Linked DNA regions of Sus scrofa: regions 1 and 2 are each linked to region 3. A link is a contact called in public Hi-C data. All regions are on one chromosome and are shown on one strand. Each heading gives the region's core, a stretch centred on a gene start, on an enhancer-like site or on the middle of the called end of the contact. The rest is flanking DNA. Distances are from core to core; before and after follow the strand shown. Region 1 has its middle 110 kb from the start of NUDT5. Region 2 has its middle 140 kb from the start of NUDT5. Region 3 overlaps CDC123 (cell division cycle 123).

What was found. Hi-C and Micro-C count contacts between places; a contact is called where the count stands out from the background.
Region 1: a contact with region 3 is called in a Hi-C map of liver, with 6 times the contacts expected there. The contact joins two enhancer-like sites. A contact is called at or near these places in 2 of 47 Hi-C or Micro-C datasets (liver and skeletal muscle).
Region 2: a Hi-C map of liver shows a contact between it and region 3, with 1.9 times the contacts expected there. The contact joins two enhancer-like sites. A contact is called at or near these places in 4 of 47 Hi-C or Micro-C datasets (embryonic fibroblasts and liver) and 2 of 2 datasets of contacts at active chromatin or transcription factors (alveolar macrophages and skeletal muscle).

The regions. Positions count from the first base shown.
Region 1 is chr10:59,651,486-59,654,659 of Sscrofa11.1, reverse strand. No RefSeq gene overlaps it. Among named protein-coding and RNA genes, the nearest start is that of NUDT5, 110 kb to the left of the region's middle. Within about 2 kb of position 1,514, at least 3 of the 83 cell types and tissues checked have an H3K27ac peak or open chromatin away from gene starts, as enhancers often do. A contact at or near this core is called in liver, where this site is marked.
Region 2 is chr10:59,622,585-59,626,132 of Sscrofa11.1, reverse strand. It overlaps a transcript of CAMK1D not described here. Among named protein-coding and RNA genes, the nearest start is that of NUDT5, 140 kb to the left of the region's middle. Within about 2 kb of position 1,857, at least 12 of the 83 cell types and tissues checked have an H3K27ac peak or open chromatin away from gene starts, as enhancers often do. A contact at or near this core is called in liver, where this site is marked.
Region 3 is chr10:59,737,771-59,741,346 of Sscrofa11.1, reverse strand. All of the region lies in intron 6 of CDC123 (cell division cycle 123), which reads left to right. Among named protein-coding and RNA genes, the nearest start is that of NUDT5, 26 kb to the left of the region's middle. Within about 2 kb of position 1,931, at least 1 of the 83 cell types and tissues checked has an H3K27ac peak or open chromatin away from gene starts, as enhancers often do. A contact at or near this core is called in liver, where this site is marked.

The sequences.
Region 1 (3,174 bases), core at 265-2,764, 86 kb after region 3:
CCATGAGGTTTCAGGTTCAATCCCTAGCATTGCTCAGTGGGTTAAGAATCCGGTGTTGCCGTGAGCTGTGGTGTAGGTGGCAGACGTGGCTCAGATCTGGCGTTGCTGTGGCTGTGGTGTAGGCTGGCAGCTACAGCTCCGATGAGACACCTAGCCTGGGAACCTCTATATGCCACGGGTGCAGCCCTAAAAAGACAAAACAAACAAACAAACAAAAAGCATTCCCTACAAACAAAAGTCCAGGACCATATGACTTCACAGGCAAATTTTACCAAACATACAAAGAAGAACTTATACCCATCCTTCTTAAACTTTTCCAAAAGGTTGAGGAATCACTTTCTATACATATTCCAGGCAAATGTTTGGGCTCCCTTCTCCTTTAACCCCACAAAGGGGCAGAACATATAAAGCATATGGATTTTTTTCAAATTTTTTTTTATTGCATAAGAACTTCTTTTTACTACCTTTATTTTATTTATTTATTTATTTAGCTTTTTAGGGCCACTCCCACAGCATACAGAGTTTCGCAGGCTAGGGGTCAAATCAGAGCTACAGCTGCCAGCCTACACCACAGCCACAGCAATGCAGGATCCAAGCCACATCTGCAACCTACACCATAGCTCAGAGCAATGACGGACCCTTAACCCACTGAGCAAGGCCAGGGATCGAACTTGAAACCTCATGGTTGCTAATCAGGTTCATTTCTGCTGAGCCACCATGGGAACGCCTCCCTACCTTTTAAAAGAAATGACATCTTCCTTCACTTTAGCAACGGGAGTTTTAGAGAGGATGGGGCGAGCCGTAGAGGGCCAAGGCCAGCGATGTTTATGCTGGATCAGGCCTGGAAAGAAATAGGGTGGCAGGAGCTGACGGCAGGATCACGCAGGAGAGAGATCACAGCCTCTGAGGCCTACAGGGCTGATGGGCAACTCATGCAGACATTGGGCTGGGGGTGAAACGGGGACTGGGGCGGGGACCCAAGGTGGATATGCCTCGGAGGCTCAAGACCTTTAAGCTTCCTGACCCGTCACCTGCTCAAGCCCTTGGAGGGGACCTAGCAATTTTATAGTTGAAATTTTGATTTCTTTTTTTCCTGGTCCTGGTAGAGCGCCGGTGACCGAAGAGCCCCGCCTGAATAAGGAGCACTGTTCAGCTCCAGGTGTTGACAGCTGATTAGAAGTGTTGCTAAGGCTCCTGATTTTTCAAGAACAGCAAGGAATCCAGATTTTTTTTTGTACGAAATCACTTCCATTTTAGGATGTTGGCCACTGAAAAAAACAAAAACAAACAAACAAAAAAAACTAAACTCTCTCTGGCCAAAACAAGTCATACCCAGAGGCTTGATTGAGCCCATGCACCACCAGCCTGTGATTTCTGGTTATTCAAGTCCAAAAGAATTAGAGCATTGCCAAATGCCAGGAATGGCTTTGTGGCTGATCTACCTGCTGTCCTCGCCCTCTGCCCATTAAGAACAGGTCAGACCGGGTGTAAACTCTCGAGCTTTGCTCTTTTCCATGGCCGCAGCCAACAGCCAGACATTGCCTAAGTGTCTGCCACTGGTCACAGGGCAGGGAGCTGACCGTGGGTGTGGATGGATGAATGGGTATAAATTCATCCTTACTACTGGCAGAGCCAGCTGCAGCCCGTGGCCCACAGCAATGTGGCAGCAGAGTCACCTCGTGAACATCCGAAGATGCCAAGAGTGACTATTATTCTTTCAGGGTACTAATTGGTCTTGGAGGTGGGTAAGTACCCATTCCTTGTTCCTCTGTAGGGCGGCTGCCAGTGATTCAGGAGAGATTTATGTAACTGCTTAAGTGGAAAGCCAGTCACTTCTTTGTGTCCCCAGTCCTCTGGAGACTGCAGTCCAGCCTTCTGCAACTGCAGACTTTCCACAATGGGAAGCCATAGAGGCTCCCCCCCCGCCCCACCAATGAAGGACATTTTTCCTGGGTACCATCTCACGTGCAGCACACGGATGCTCTTCTAAAGCCTCCGGTGTAACAAGGGGACATCAGATGGGGCTGCGGGGCTGGCGCCGAAGGCAGAACCTGGAAGTCAGGGCTTTAGGACAGAGAGAGAGAGGCAAGGCTGATGGGAACAGGGACAGCCCTGCAGGTGTCCCTCTGCTGTCAGCTCCAATGGGTGACGATAAAGCTGCTTCCAGTGGTTGCAGTTTGATTGCTCATTAGCTTGCTGTGGGATCTGTTTGTCACCGAGTGGCTTTGGGGGCTGCAGCTTGGCGTTCAATTAATTTGCTGTGGTGATGAAGCTTGTCAAGCATGGGCCAGAGCCAGAGGGTCTGTGGTAGAAACTGCACGTCTGATTCTAACAGAAGCAAGAAACAGAAAGTGGGGGAAAGGCAGGATGTGGAGGGAAAATGCTAGAACCTTCGCTTCTGCTGGGGACCTCAGGGACCCTTCCTCTTGCTCACTGGCTTCTTGCAGAAACCATCTATTAGAATTGCCTGGCAACGCACCTCCCCACTACCTAGAGACTGTGACAAAACACACCTGTCCCTACTCACCCCTGCACACACACACACACACACACACACACACACACACACCTGCCCCCCCCCCCCCATATGGTTTGCTCTACTCTAAACTCTTTGTCCTGCAGCTGAGGCCTCAGCCTGGGGCAAGGACAGGGGGCGGGATGAGGGATTTACCTGCAGGGCACAGGTGAGAGGGGGCAGGACTGAGCCTGGACCACTTCATCCAGAAGCTTATCTCCTGACTTGTGGCCTAGTGCCCTTTCAACGAGGTCCTCTCTGAGCAGCACGGTAGGATGTCCAGAGTTCGGTACGGACAGGATCTGGAGACCCCAGGAAAGCTATTTTGGTGTAGCCTGTGTGCTGCCAAAGTGTTGCGTCTATTTCAGAGTCACAGCCTTTTCCATGCCCGTTGGTGCCAAGCACAAGGTTGTACTTTTTTTTTTTTTCTCTGTTTTCTGGCCGAGCCTGTGGTATGCAGGGGTGCCCGGCTCAGGGATTGATCCCAAGCCACAGTAGTGAGGACACTGTATCCTTAACTGCTAGGCCACCAGGGAACTCCTTAAAAGGATTCAATACACTACAATGTCATATCAGCCCATTTCACTCTAAATTCGTTAAAAATCTCTACTTTTCGGAAACTGCAGCAGATCACGTGGGATAGAAGAGGAAAGAAACGA
Region 2 (3,548 bases), core at 608-3,107, 120 kb after region 3:
GTAACGAAGGCATACATTCTCATTTTTCAGGAGCTTTCGAATGTAGCCAGGGCAGCTTCGTCCTATTTGGAGGGACATTTTTATGGCCGTGCTGGTAGCAACGTGACACAGCTCAGGACAGTTTTATCCCACTTAAGGTCAGTAGCCCAAGAGCTTGTCTTTTTCATTAAATGAGCGCCTGCTGGGTGCTGCTGTGGGAAGGGTATAAATAGAAATTTCTGTAGGGCCAGCACTGCCTTTTCCCACTAGTATCAGACTTACACGCCTTGTTCTGAAATTGCTCATAAATACACCTGTCGAGGACACAGAGGATTGATTTATCTGAAAGCTCTGGTAGGAAACAGCCTCAGATGTTCTTTTTTTTTGGGGGGGGGGAGGTTGCTTGACTGGCTGATTGAATAGTATTTATTCTGGGACAACTCAAAGTGTGAGAGTCTGGGGGACGCCTTTAAAAGAATGTTACCGAGAGGGAAGCAGGTGGGAAGCCCCCAGAGCTCTCCCCGGGGGTATCCCGGCTGCAGAATTTGTCAGACTTTTGCACATCTCAGCCCCCCGCCCCTTTTGAGACATGATATAAATTCAGCCTCTTGTATGTTTAAAAATATCTATCGAACACCTGCTATATTCCAGGCACAGGGAGGGAGGGCTGGGGAGGGGGGCGGGTACAGCACTGAACAAACAGACACAAATGCCCGCTTTCCTGGAGCTCACATTCTGGTGAGGAAGCCAGAAAAGAAAAACTGTGAATCGGGGAAAATGTAGAGTAGGCTGGGGAGCACGTTAGGGAGAGAGATGGGGGGGGGATTTTTTTCTGGAGGGGGCGGCGATGGCAGCTCCAAGCAGTGCAGCCAGGGAGGGCCTTGCCAAGGAGCTGCTGCGGGCATCAAGATCTGGAGGCTCCTGCTGTGTCGCACTGGCAGCTATGTCTAGGCACTGATGCTGGAGCATGAGAATGTGAGAAAAAAGAATGTCTACATGTATGTGTAACTGGGTCACCTTGCTGTGCAGTAGAAAATTGACAGAACACTGTAAATCAGCTATCATGGAAAAAAAATCATTATATGTACCAAAAAAAAAAAAAAAAATCTGGAGGGGCTGACGGCGGAATGTTCCAGTCGGAGGGAACAGCCAGGGCCAAGGGCCTGAGGCGGGCACAGGCATGGTGTGTTTAAGGCTCAGCTGCTTCCAGGAGGCCGGTGTGGCTAAAAGCAAGGGATCAGGGTGCGGAGATTGGGTGCTGAGGGGAGACAGGTGGGCTGGGGGGGGGAGGTCAGAGTTCACGAGGGGCTTCGTGATGGTGGAGGCTCTGCTGTTGCTGTGAGAGGGATGGGGAACTGGGGGGTTCTGAGCAGACTCGGGCGTTTCCATTGTGGCTCTCGTGGCTGCATGGAGAACAGACACGTGGGTTCAGAGGCCATTGAAACCATCCGGGGGAGAGAAGGGGGGGCGTGGGACTGGGGGGCAGCTGTGGAGGTGGGGAGGGGTGGTCAGAGTCTGGACACAGGGAGGAGAGTCCGTAGGGACTGCTGGTGGATCAGGCATGGGGTGCGAGATGGTTCTCGAAGGATTTGGGGTTGGAGGGATTGGGTGGTGTGGGTCAGTGTTTCCAAGGATTTTTCTGAGCACCTGCTCTGTGGGCTCCGCAGGGCCCTCCGTGGTCTGGGAAACGCTTGCAAACAGTTCGGAGGCTAAGCTGGCATCCTTGGGGCCTGGGGGTTCTTCTCGTGAGAGATCTTGGATTTTAAGGCTTGCTTCTCTCTTTCCAAGACCTTGTGTCTGGAGTGGGCCCTGGCAGTGCCACCTCCCCTATCGCCATGGGAGGTCGTGAGAGGCTGGACATTGGAGCAGCTGGCAGCGAAGCACTTGCCTCGCTTTCTGTGAAAATGCCAGGTTTTGCCTCCAGAATTATCAACAGGAAGAGCACGCTGACATAGCCTGTAACTCTCTCACTGGATGTGGGAATTTAAAGCCCAAACGTTCCGTGAAAAATAATAAACATGGGAACTCTTGCTCCTTCTCTGACAGGATGTTTTGTGTTTGGAGAGGAAAAGCCGAAAGCTTTTCTGCGTTGCACAAAAGATAACAACCTCTCGTGGCCTTACGGATGCGTACCGCGGGACTGGGGACATGGTGCTTTTTTAGAGCTTGTTCCCAGAGGGCCTCACGAGGACTCTGTCTCCGGGAGAAATTTCTGGCTCAAACGTGGCCGCCGAGTGGACAGTAATTAGACGTGACAAGTAGATGCCTGGGTCCCCTTGGGAGCATTCGAGGGGTTAACTTGTTGAGTTTTTCTTTGGCTGGGTCTCCATAAATCCCTTTAATCTTTCCTTTCCTCGAACAAATCTCCTTAAATCCCCTTCAATCTCCCTCCTCCTCCTCTCCGTTCTGGGAGGGTTTAGGCAGTGGTCCAGCGGGCACCCACGCACGTGGACCCTGGGACCTCAAGCGGCCTCTGTTCCTCCCCAGACGTTGGAGGACACGTTTCTTCAATCGAAGAAGCAACAGCTCCTGGGTGCTCACCATGATGCCTGGGGCCCTAGTCAGCTGGTGCCAGTTTCTTTTTGACATGGGCCACCCCGGGCATTTGTGGCTAGAACCCAAGGCCACGTGGACTCCGGGAGAGACGCCAGCAGGACCTTCCTTAGTTCATGTCGGGTCCGTCCCTCTGTCCCTCGGGTGGCCTGAGGTGCAGGAGATGGCTTTTTCCCTGGGCTGATTCTCTGTTATATCTCACTTGACTGTTTAAGCATGCTGATTACACAGGGTGCAGGTTCTTTTGGTTCGAATCGGACCAAGGGTCACCCCCAGATGGATGCCACAGGCCAAGTTCATGCCAGGGCAGACCATCTCGTGCTCTGTCTCCAGCCATCAGCTGTGGGGCTTGTGCTGTTTTTCCCTGTATTTTAGCAGGATTCGGACACGGAGGGATTCTCTGTGTTACTTAACACCAGGTCTTGAGGCTAAGGCTCTGGGACAGCACGCTGGGGAGGCGAAGGCAGCTTCAGCATCGCCACTCAGCCGTGTCCATCGGGATGGGTTCCTCCCTCTTGCTGAGTTAAGACGGGGATGGAAGTTGCTGCCTCGTGGGACTCCGGCAAGGATTCAGTGACGTATCTGAGGTGCCTGGCACATTACTGGGGGTGGGGAGACTGTCGCTGTCATCGAGGTCTGGTTGCCTTCAGCAGCCGTGGTGGAAGATGTCTATCATCAGCGCCAGCGCTGCGAGGACGAACGTGACAGTAGCTGTTGGAACTTGATTTTTGGAAGCTCTTGTGGCACATGGGCAGAACGGCGCATATTTGACCTCCTCCCAAAGTTGATGGAAGGAACCGCTGCCAAGATCTCAGTTAACCGAGGAAGAACATTTGCTGTGTGTTCCCCGCAGCGCAGCCCTGAGCTGCTGAGAATGGAGGCTCTGAGGTTCCCCGGACGAGGGTGCAAAACCCTGGGTTTGCTGCTTCCTGGCTATAAGGTTTTGATTACATGATGTCGCCAGGCTCAGCCGCCCACCCTCTTCTGTACAACAGGCTGAGAGCAGCACCTGATCT
Region 3 (3,576 bases), core at 682-3,181:
AAAAACCAAAAACCTGGTATTCATTTGACATTTAGAAGGGCTGAGTGAGTGAAAAAATGAATCTGTTCCTTGTTTCTCTGAGAGGCTTATGACTAAGGAATAGAGTTACAAGAGGTCAGGAAAGTTCACGTGTCTTAGTAATCCAAGCTCAGCTATTAATATAATTTTTATACATTTTTTTATTACATTTTATACAGTTCTTATACATTTTTTAAGATTATCACAAAACTATTAATCCTAAAATTCAGCAGCAAACAGTTTGGGGAGTTAAATTTTGTACCTAAGTTGGACCTAACAGAACGTCTACCTTGTGATTTTTTTTTAAAGGCTTATTTGTTTATATATTTATTTTGTCTTTTTGCCATTTGTTGGGCTGCTCCCGTGGCATATGGAGGGTCCCAGGCTAGGGGTCTAATTGGAGCTGTAGCTTCCAGCCTACACCAGAGCCACAGCAATGCTGTATCCGAGCCGTGTCTGCGACCTACACCACAGCTCACGGCAACACCAGATCTTCAACCCACTGAGCAAGGCCAGGGATCGAACCCGCAACCTCATGGTTCCTAGTTGGATTTGTTAACCATGGAGTCATTTATTTAGATGATGATTTTCCCCCTTTAGATTGTTTTAATTTTATTGTATTTATTTTATTTTTTTAATTGAAGTATCGTTGATTTACAATGTTGTGTTAGATCATTATAATTTTGGATAGCACATTTTATCTCTTCTTGAAGAATTCTGCAGAAACTCAAATGAACACCCCCAGTCACCCTTGACTCAGTATCATTTCTTATCTTTCCTTTTCCGCCACCGGTGATAACGAAAGAAATGGATTCTGTACCCGAAATCTTATTTTGGATCCTGACGAGCAACATTTTTCTTTTTTATTTCTGCCCATGACTTAATTTTTTTTTCTTATATACTTAGGTACGGTGAGGTATGATGCCGTACCTTCCAACTTTTCAGGAAGGCTTGTGAGTGGGGATTGTGCCCTAGTAAATATCTGAACAAGGTGGCACTTTATTTTTTTATTTTTTTATTTTGTTGTTGTTGTTGTTGTTGTTGCTATTTCTTGGGCCGCTCCTGCGGCATATGGAGGTTCCCAGGCTAGGGGTCGAATCGGAGCTGTAGCCACCGGCCTACGCCAGAGCCACAGCAACTCGGGATCCGAGCCGCATCTGCAACCTACACCACAGCTCACGGCAACGCCGGATCGTTAACCCACCGAGCAAGGGCAGGGATCGAACCCGCAACCTCATGGTTCCTAGTCGGATTCGTTAACCACTGCGCCACGACGGGAACTCCATGGTGGCACTTTAAAGCATTCATGACTTTGTATACTGCCCCGTCATAAACGTTTTAATGAAGACGTCTTCTCTTTACTTAGCAAAATGACCAAATTGTGATTTCCGTCCCTGGATTTAAGCAGCACCTAATCTGGAGTCCGTTCACAGCGTCAGGGTTCTCCGAGCATGCTGCTGCCACACGGACTGGCCCGAACTAGAGAACTCACACCTTTTGAGGAGGTGACGTGGTCAGTCGCTTCCTCCCAGGCCAGAAGAAATAGTCATCTCAACCTGAGTGTTTCCCGCTGGCGTGGTCTCTTGGATTCCACCTCCTCGTGGCTCTTTCTTGTTTACTGTATTTAAAAAAATTTTGTTGTTGTCGAAGTGTGGTCGATTTACGATGTTATGTCAGTTTCAGGTGTACAACGAAGTGATCAGTAGATTTCTTAATTGTAGCACAGCTCTCATCACGAACGTGTATCCTTTTTCATAGTTTTCCTTCTTTCCTTGCAGCAAAGCATGTACCACATCCAGAGTTTTCTCACTGTCCACCCAGCTCTGCTCTCGTGCATTCTTACACACCGAATGTACTGCATTTGTTCTCTTTTGATGTGTGACATAGTTGGAATATTTTGATAAAAACTGTGTGCCGATCACAAAGTTCACAGAAGAAACTTTGTTCCCTCTTCTGACATGTCTGGGGCATCATGCATGTGCCTGTTTAGAGTGAGAGCGTTTGGCCAGAAATGCAGCCTTGAGCTTAAGGTGAGGGAACGACTTGGGAAACAGCTTAGGTAGAAATAAAGACAAACAAGGTAACATTCCTGTCTATGGCAGCTAAGCACAGTTCTTACAGTTTGGAGCTAGGAGCTTTTTTCTTTTCAAAAATTTGGATCTGGAATGTTGCTCTCCAGAATTCCTGTTAACTGGCTGAATGCAGAAGGTATTCACAGTAAAATGGTATTGGAGTTCCCTTTGTGGCTCAGCAGGTTAAAACCCCAACTAGTGTCCATGAGGATGCAGGTTCGATCCCTGGCCTTGATCAGTGGGGTAAGGATCCAGCTTTGCTGTGAGCTGTGGTGTAGGTCGCAGATGGGGCTCGGATCTGCTGTGGCTGTGGCGTAGGCTGGCAGCTATAGCTCCGATTTGACCCCTAGCCTGCAGGTGCAGTCCTAAAAAGAGAAAAAAAAAAAAAAAAAAGGTAGTGGCATGGATTTCATAGTAGCTTTCATCAGAGAAGACCTTTGGTTATTTGTTTTCTGCTTTTTTTTTTTCCCCAGAGTAAATCTTTACCGTCATTGTATCTGGGAATTCTTTTATTTTGTAATTCATGTTGTAGCTTATACAACACTAACTATGTAATAACACTTGTATTTATTTTGAACCTTTAATGGCTAGCTAGAGGAATGGTAATTATCTGCCGAGAATTAGGAGTTCAACAGAGGAGTCCCTTTCTACCCAGAAAGGAGTGTGACTGTCAGTTGGTGACATTGATTTAATACTGCTTTCTCTTGATACTTTGTTGAAAATTTCAATCAAAGAAATCCTCCAAATTAGTATAAAATACTCACTAAACCAGGAGAAAATTTTAGAAATGGGATTAAAAAAAAAGAACCAACATGCTTATCAGTGTACATGAAAATGGCCAAGGACTAACTATAGCTAGACCAGGGTGGCAGAGATCTTCAAATTAAATTCAAAATGTTCTTGGTTATAATTATAAAAGAACTAGAAGAAACTGGTCATTCAGATCTGGCCTTATTTAAGTTTCCAGCTAAGAAAATTTGAAAAATCTTCTGTTATATATGTCTAGATGTGCTGGCTACAATGTAAACTATAATGTAAAAAATGGGTAGTCGATGGAGTTTTCTGGTGGCCTAGTAGTTATGGATTTGGCATTGTCACTGCTGTAGCATGGAAATTTCTACCTGCCCTGGGTGCATTCCCACCCGCAAAAAAAAAAAAGGGTAGTTTAATTCACAAGAAACAAAAAAAGCATTCCCAGATGCAAGAAATGTGAAGAGGATTGAAAACCAGAGGGTTGGGTGGTCATCAGAACTGGTGATGCCTTCATAGGCTGAGGAACCCAAACCTTAAGCCAAAATAAAGGGGTGATTTAGAAAAGAGACTTTTGCACCCTCAGTAGAGGATGAACAAACTAAAAGTTCACCCACTGGCACAGAAACAAGGAAGCAGGACTGAAACTGCTTGGGCTTTGCGTTTTTATTTATTTATTTTTCTTTATTTTTAATTTATTATTATTATTTTTAGGGCCACACCCATGGCATATGGA